Linked DNA regions of Triticum aestivum: region 2 is linked to region 1. Evidence: chromatin contacts called from public Hi-C data. All regions are on one chromosome and are shown on one strand. Each heading gives the region's core, a stretch centred on a gene start, on an enhancer-like site or on the middle of the called end of the contact. The rest is flanking DNA. Distances are from core to core; before and after follow the strand shown. Region 1 has its middle 110 kb from the start of LOC123046533. Region 2 holds the start of LOC123039372 (probable plastid-lipid-associated protein 12, chloroplastic).

Region 1 (3,590 bases), core at 603-3,102:
ATTTCGTATTTTCGATACAAATTTAGTGGTATAATTTTTGCTCCCGCCGCAGTCGGTCCCGTTGGTTAAATATATGGTCAAATTTAAATCTCGAAAAGCGCTGATGCACTACATCATGAAATGAAGCGAGTATAATTTTTCTGGCTCCCCCACTAACCACCCGCATACATGGGCGACATTTTGCTAAGATCGAGAACCGATAAGCAGGCAAAGAACGCCATCAAACATCGCATCCAAATTGGATACTCCCTCCTTTCAGTTTGTTAGGTCCATCTTAAAAAACAGAAATTTGCCATTTGCAAACCTTATTATTTTAGAAATAGATAAATATAGATTGTGTCCACATTAAATTCTGTCAAAATTTGATCTTACCAATGCATGAAAGAGCAAGGGTCATGCATGTGGCATTGATATGCTCGTTATTGATGTGAAGCACGGCAAACAGGAAAGAAGTGACTAGTATTGCAAGTTAGGCAACTACTAACAGCATAGTTTGCATGAGGAATCCAATATCTCCTGTTACAATCTGCAAGGTACCTATGAATCCGACTAACATCCGTGCAAAATCAGGCGCCCATGCCGCCACGGGATGTTCAGCTCCGGCGCGCGGAGCACGTGCACGGCTCGACGCCGCCCCTCTGGTACGGATGATAGCAGCGGGACCGCGAGGACGTGCGCGACCCAGTGTCAGCTGGCACCGGCGGCGACGGAGGAGACGGGCGGGGGACGCGGTCAGGATATGTCGCCGCGCGCTGGGGACGCGTCGGGGGCGTGTGCTGCGGGGACGCCGCGCACCTCCACGGAGCAGTCGGCACGTACTCCGGCGAGGCCGCGCGCCACGAGGAGGCCGAGGGGGAGTAATCCGGTGACGGCGAGCGCCGCAGAGGAGGTGTCGACGCGGCGTAGTCCGACGAAGAAGGTCGCTGCTCCTGAGGTGTCGACGGGGTGTCGTCGGCGGGGAACACCGCCAGCGCGCGCCTCCAGTGGTCAGTCAACGGCATATACTCCGGCGACGCCACTCGGCACAGTGACGTAGAAGGGGAGTAACCCGGCGACGCCACGCGGCACGGCGAGGTAGAAGGGGAGTAATCCGGGGACGACGAGCTCTGCCGCCCAGGTACCGACAACCGGGTGTGCTGGTTGGTCGCCGCGCGCCCGCGCCACCAGGCAGTCGACGGGACGTACTCCGGGGACTCCGCGCGCCACGGGGAGGTCGACGGCGCGTAATCTGGTGACGCCGCACGCCTCCAGTGGTCAGCCGACGGCCTATACTCCGGAGACGCCACGCAGCACGGCGAGGTGGACGGGAAGTAATCCGGCGACGACGAGGACGAGCTCTGCCGCCCACCTGCCGACGACCGGGTGTGGTGGCTGCCCGTGACCGTCACGCGCCCGCGCCACCAGGGAGTCGACGGGACGTACTCCGGGGACTCCGCGCGCCACGGGGAGGTCGACGGCGCGAGGTCAAGCGACCCCGCTCGCCACTGATGGCACGACGGCACGTACTCCGGCGACCCCAGGCGGGGCGGGTAGTCAGGCGACGACGGGGATCTCTCGCGGCCGAAGACGGGGAATGGATCCATCGGGGAAGGGGTGAGTAGTCTAGGGAGAGACGCCGCAGAAGTCGCCGGCGGGCGCCGGATCCAGAGAGGGTTCCGTGTGAGCGTGGTGGTCAAGAATCCGAGACGGCGGAGGCCACTCGCGAGAATTTCTAGGGGCGATGTCGCGTGGATAGCAAGTCCGCGGCTCTGCGCTGGCCTGGAGTTTAAAAGCTTGCTTGAATTGGCTTCGGCTGTGGCTAGTGCTCAGATCGGTTCATCTGAGGGTGGGCCAGACTGGCATACGGTCCACTCACCCGTTCCTCTGAGCGTGGGCCAGGCTGCCATACGGGTCCAAAGACCAGGCTGCCTGTATAAATCATGAGGGCACTTATTTTTATTAAATGATAAGTGCAGCACGTGTGGCCGTCTTGACATTTTTTTATGCGGTACATGCTTAGCTGAGGTGCTAAATGCTAAATACACGAAAGGGCTTAGTACCAACTTATAACCCTTTTAATGTATACACACGCTTAGCCTTTTGTAACTAAGCTTTCTTTATTTAAATTGTTTAGCAACTAAATTATTTCATGCATAAGTGTTTGTGAAGGTGAGATTACTCTTCTAGTCCCAACCTTGAATGAGCTCGGGGTGAACAATAAAAAAATCATAAAATTCTTAGAGCTTGGGACATTTGTAGAATTCATGGCAACACAATGAAACTTGCAAGCGTAAAAAACTTTTGTCACAATTTTTTTTAGAATGGTTTGATTTTCTTATTCATTTTTACTGTTCACCTGGCCTCATATGAGCTCGAGCTAAGAAACTTCATGTCTTTGTATAGGTAGCATTGTTTCTTCTGAGTCATTAAAGTGCTCTCTCTTCTTAGTTACTTTATCACAACAATTTTTCACCTATGTGTTATCCTTTACAACTTTACATCTCCCCATTCCTCTGAGCATGGGCCAGATTGACTTGCGGTCCACTCCCCATTCCTCTGAGCGTAGGCCATACTAACGTACATATACAAAGACCAGGTTGTCTGTTATAAATCACAGGGCCTCTGCTAGTGTACTGGTTAGAGGAAATGCTAAGTGCATGAAAAGATTTATCAACTCAACTTTAAATTGCATACATAAGTGCTTAGCTTCTTATTGCTAAGCTTTCTATTTAATCGTTTAACAACTAAAGTCTTTCATCCAATTGTTCTGCATAGGTCTACGTGATTAGCATGGTTTCTTCTCCGAATCACTAAAGTGCTCTCTACTTTGCCACGTCGATTTTTTGGCCCGTGCGACATCCTTAGAACATGTACACACCGAGAAGAGCCAAAAAGACGTAGAACCATGCTAGTACGTTCAAATAAAACAGAAAACATGGTTAAAATCTAAGGTCAGACTGCCATCAAGGCGTATAAATGATGCTCTTGTTGCCAAAATGGTAGAAATGACCCCATGATTTTTTGGATTTTTTTACTCCATTTATTAATTACTAAGAAGAAATTAATGAGTTTAATTGCATTTCAAAACTAGGAGTAACGGAGGAGTATAGTTTAATCTCTATGTATTAAGTGACCCAGATGGTTGAGAACCCATGACATAGTTGGCTGCCTCACATTCTCATCTTTGCTAGATGATTGGCAGCATGATCGAGGTTCCATGAAAAAGCCAAGCGCTCCTTTTGTTCTATATTTCCATATATACATGCATGTTGAGCAACATCATCGCTTTCATTTGGTGTTTAGTGTTGCTAGCCATGCCAACCCATCAACTTCACATTGAGTTCTCATTTTCCATTGATTTATGTGGAGGTCAATAATCCCTAACCAGCCCCTAACAATGATGTCGAAATGTTGCAACTGGGATTAGCCCATGATTATGATGTTGAAATGTTGCAAATGGACTTGGTTGGAATGATTAGTTGGAAACAATGGAGGTGAGTGTATTTGGTGGAAGACCATCTTACGACGATGGTGTTTGAAAAAATATTCAAAGTCAGGTATTTTCAAAGTTCTTAATGTGACATATTGGCAAAATTTGAGTATCTAGCTTG
Region 2 (3,590 bases), core at 483-2,982, 230 kb after region 1:
GTGGTAGTGGCCTGGAAAATAACATGCAAGAAATAAATATGTGTTGTTTTGTTAAAAATCAAATCGTTTATGTAGTTCTATATAGCCATAATGATTGGTCCGACATATCAGACGAGAAACCAATGTTGCCTCCGTTGTGTCGCTCATCAAAGGCAACGTCGTCGACTTATTATATCACCGACGTGCGAGACCGTTTGTGAGCAAACACACAGTAACCTCTCATGTGGGGATTGATCGTAGTGATTGTTTCCAACAACTGGTTGATAGAGTCTGGGCTCTAATTGATGAGTGGAATGCGAGGATGCTGTTTGCGGGAGGGGAGGAAGTTTTGTTAAAAACAGTTGCGCAGTCCATTCCAGTTTATGCTATGTCAGTTTTCAGTTTGCCAAAGAACATCTGGAAGAGTATATGTGATGCAATTTGCTAGGTATTGGTGGGGAGGTTCACAGAGCCAAAAGAAATTGCATTGGAAAGCATGGTGGAAGATGTGTATTCTGAAGAAAGAAGGAGGGATGGGTTTCCGAGATTTACACTGTTTTAATCAAGCGATGTTGGCTAATTAGTGTTGGAGACTATTAAGTGAACCAGAGTCTTTGTGTGCTCAGGTACTTCGTGCAAAATATTATCCGGATGGGAACCTTTTCAATGCGGTTCTTAAAAAAGATGCCTCGTTCACATGGCGTAGTATCATGTCCGGATTAAAGACCCTAAAAAGAGGTGCTATTTGGAGACCAGGCAATGGGGCAAGTATTAATATTTGGTCTGATCTTTGGATCCCTACTGCCCATGATAGGCGTGTGATGACACCACGTGGGCATTGCCTTCTTGAGACGGTACAAGATCTTATTGATCCACATACGGGAGAGTGGGATGTACAATTGGTACATGACAATTTTTGGCCAATTGATGTTACAAGGATTTTGCAAATTCCGCTTCCATCCCAAGCGCAACCAGATTTCATAGCATGGCGATTATGCAAGTCTGGGAGATTTACTGTCCGTTCGACTTATCATGCGGAATGGAAAGCGGAGTATCGGACTAGAGCAGGTATTGATACTGGTGTGGGAAGAAGTATGTCACATCTGGTATGGAAATTACTTTGGGATTTGAGTATCCCCCCAAAGTCCATATTTTTATTTGGAGAGCTCTACACGAGATTGTGCCCTGTTACTGTAATTTAGCGAATAGACACATTAAAACTCCAGTGACTTGTCCGGTGTGTAAGGTAGATCCTGAAGACCTTAAGCACATGTTATTTATCTGTTGCGGAGCTAGAGAGGTATGGAAGGAACTCGGCCTAGGCGTGAATGTGGCCGCAATTGCTGAGCAGCATAGGTCCGGTTCATTGATACTTGATGAGATAATATGCTCCAATTTACCTGGTGGTGTCTGGTTCCAGGGAGAAAATGCAGTGGAATTGGCTATGGTTGCGTGTTGGTATATCTGGTGGGAACGACGTCAAGTGTCCCATGATAAAGAGATTGGTACGCCAGCCCGATCGTCTCTACAGATTAGGGGTATCGTTGCTAACTGGGTAGCAGAAAAGAAGCTAGTTCCTCCACGACAGACTAGATGGTCTAGACCCGCATCAGGCTGTATAAAGCTTAATGTTGATGCTTCATATCATGTTGACTCGGGTGCAGGGGCAAGTGGTGCTATTTTACGAGATTCGAAGGGAGATTTTGTTGCAACGGCCATGGAATATAAACCGAATGCAATGAACGCTCCAACGATGGAGGCGTTTGCGCTATTATTGGGACTACGACTTGCTGAGGAGATGGGCATTTTTCCTTTGTCCATTGAAAGTGATTCTATGGAGATTGTTCAAGCTATCCAGAATCCGGATGACTACCGGGCGTCAGGTGCGGTAATTACTGACGATTGTCGAAGGTTGATGAGTTCTTTCGGCAAGGCGACAATAAATCATTATGTGCGTGATGTAAACGAGTGCGCTCATATTATTGCTCGTTTTAGTTTCTTGGGTCAGGAGTCAAGGGTGTGGCTTGATAAACCTCTTGATTTCCTGATTCCGCTTATTGTAAAGGATAGATTATGAATTAAATAAAGTCGCCGAAGTTCAAAAAAAACATAGTAACCCAAAACTGATCTCTCAATCGCGTGTGAAAATGCGAATCAACCTGTGGTTGAGATGGTTAGGTGAACAGTGGTATCCTCAACCCACCAGGGTTCAAATCCTGATGCTCGCATTATTCCTGGATTTTTTTCAGGATTTCAGTGGGTGGAGACGTTCCCGTCGACGACGAGGCGCCTACGGTTGCTTCGTAAATCTCAAGATAATATGCCGGCTCAGTCTCTCGGAGGTGCTCATAGGGATAGGGTATGCGTGTGTGCGTTCATAGGGGTGAGTGTATGCGCGTGTATATGAGCGCTTGTGTCTGTATTGATGCTCAAAAAAAATCGCGTGTGAAAATTTCCCGAAACCCCTTCTCCACCGCGCTTGAAAATTTCACTATTTTTTTCATGTTTTCTTTTTAGTTAAGTGTTAAGAGTTGTCTTTTTTAAGGAGGAAAAAGTGATGTACTGAAGGACTCACACAGCCGTTGGATGAAAATTGAGCGGTGGAGAGTACGCATGGGGCATGTGCACGGGGAGAAGGTAGAGCAGCGTCCGTGTAAATAACGGCCGTGGCAGCCATCCCGTCCACGTGGCGCCCAACTGCTGGTCCAGCAGATCGATTTCCCATCCAACACCGGCGCACTACACCGGGAGGCGCGAACGCAAGCCACAAACAAACGACGCGCCCCCGTTCTTCTACCGGGCGCCATGGCCGCCGCATTAGCAGCGCCGACAGGCCTCCTCAAGCTCCCTCCTTCTTACGCGCCGCCTTCTTCCCCCTCTTCCCCTCTCTCCGGCACCTCCTACGGGCGGCGCTCGCGGAGACGGCCTCGCCTTTGCCGCCGCGGAGCCCCGCTGCTGGCGGTGGCGGCCGGGGAGGTGTCGTACACTGAGCCGGAGGAGGCGCTGCTGGAGGCCCTCGTCGGCGTACAGGGCCGTGGCCGTGCAGTCGCGCCGCGCCAGCTCCAGGCAAGGAACCAGCCCACTTGGCTTGAGACTTCCGTACGCGCGTGTCCTGCGCCGCGTGGGCGCGCGCCATGTGCTTGTTGAAATGTTACTGATGCGGCGCGCTGATCCGCGTGTGCAGGAGGTGGAAAGCGCAGTGCAGACTCTGGAGGCGCTGGAAGGTGTGCCCGATCCGGTAGGTGCCCTTGTGCCTTTTTTTTCTTTATGATTTGCGCTTGAAGGTAGTTATTGAGTTACCTAATGAGCCCATGGAAGTGTTTATTTGTGTCTTACAAAAAGAAAAGAAAACACTAGCCATCATTTGCCAGCAGCATGTGTATATATGTCTCGAAATACTTTGGTCTTCAAATGGGCACAACTGAAGAAGTGAAGATATGCATATTGTGCCATGAAGTGAATTGCCATCAACAATTTTCATTATTCTAGAAAAAATAAAATCAAATGATCCAATCATGTTTAACTAATTAATTGTACCAGTACAGAAGATACTCTCCCTCCGCTTAAGTTTACTTGTCACTTTTCACTGTAGCATGGTTACCAAGGAAACA

Evidence for each region. A called contact is a pair of places that touch in the nucleus more often than the background predicts.
Region 2: a Hi-C map of leaf shows a contact between it and region 1, with 4 times the contacts expected there. The contact joins the promoter of LOC123039372 here to the enhancer-like site in region 1. A contact is called at or near these places in 2 of 5 Hi-C or Micro-C datasets (both in leaf).

Annotation. Positions count from the first base shown.
Region 1 is chr2B:658,018,584-658,022,173 of IWGSC CS RefSeq v2.1, forward strand. No RefSeq gene overlaps it. Among protein-coding and RNA genes, the nearest start is that of LOC123046533, 110 kb to the right of the region's middle. Within about 2 kb of position 1,853, at least 7 of the 8 cell types and tissues checked have an H3K27ac peak or open chromatin away from gene starts, as enhancers often do. A contact at or near this core is called in leaf, where this site is marked.
Region 2 is chr2B:658,248,398-658,251,987 of IWGSC CS RefSeq v2.1, forward strand. LOC123039372 (probable plastid-lipid-associated protein 12, chloroplastic) reads left to right here and starts at 1,733. Exons shown (of 12, transcript XM_044462569.1): 1 at 1,733-1,867; 2 at 2,653-3,045; 3 at 3,164-3,217. The coding sequence starts at 1,733.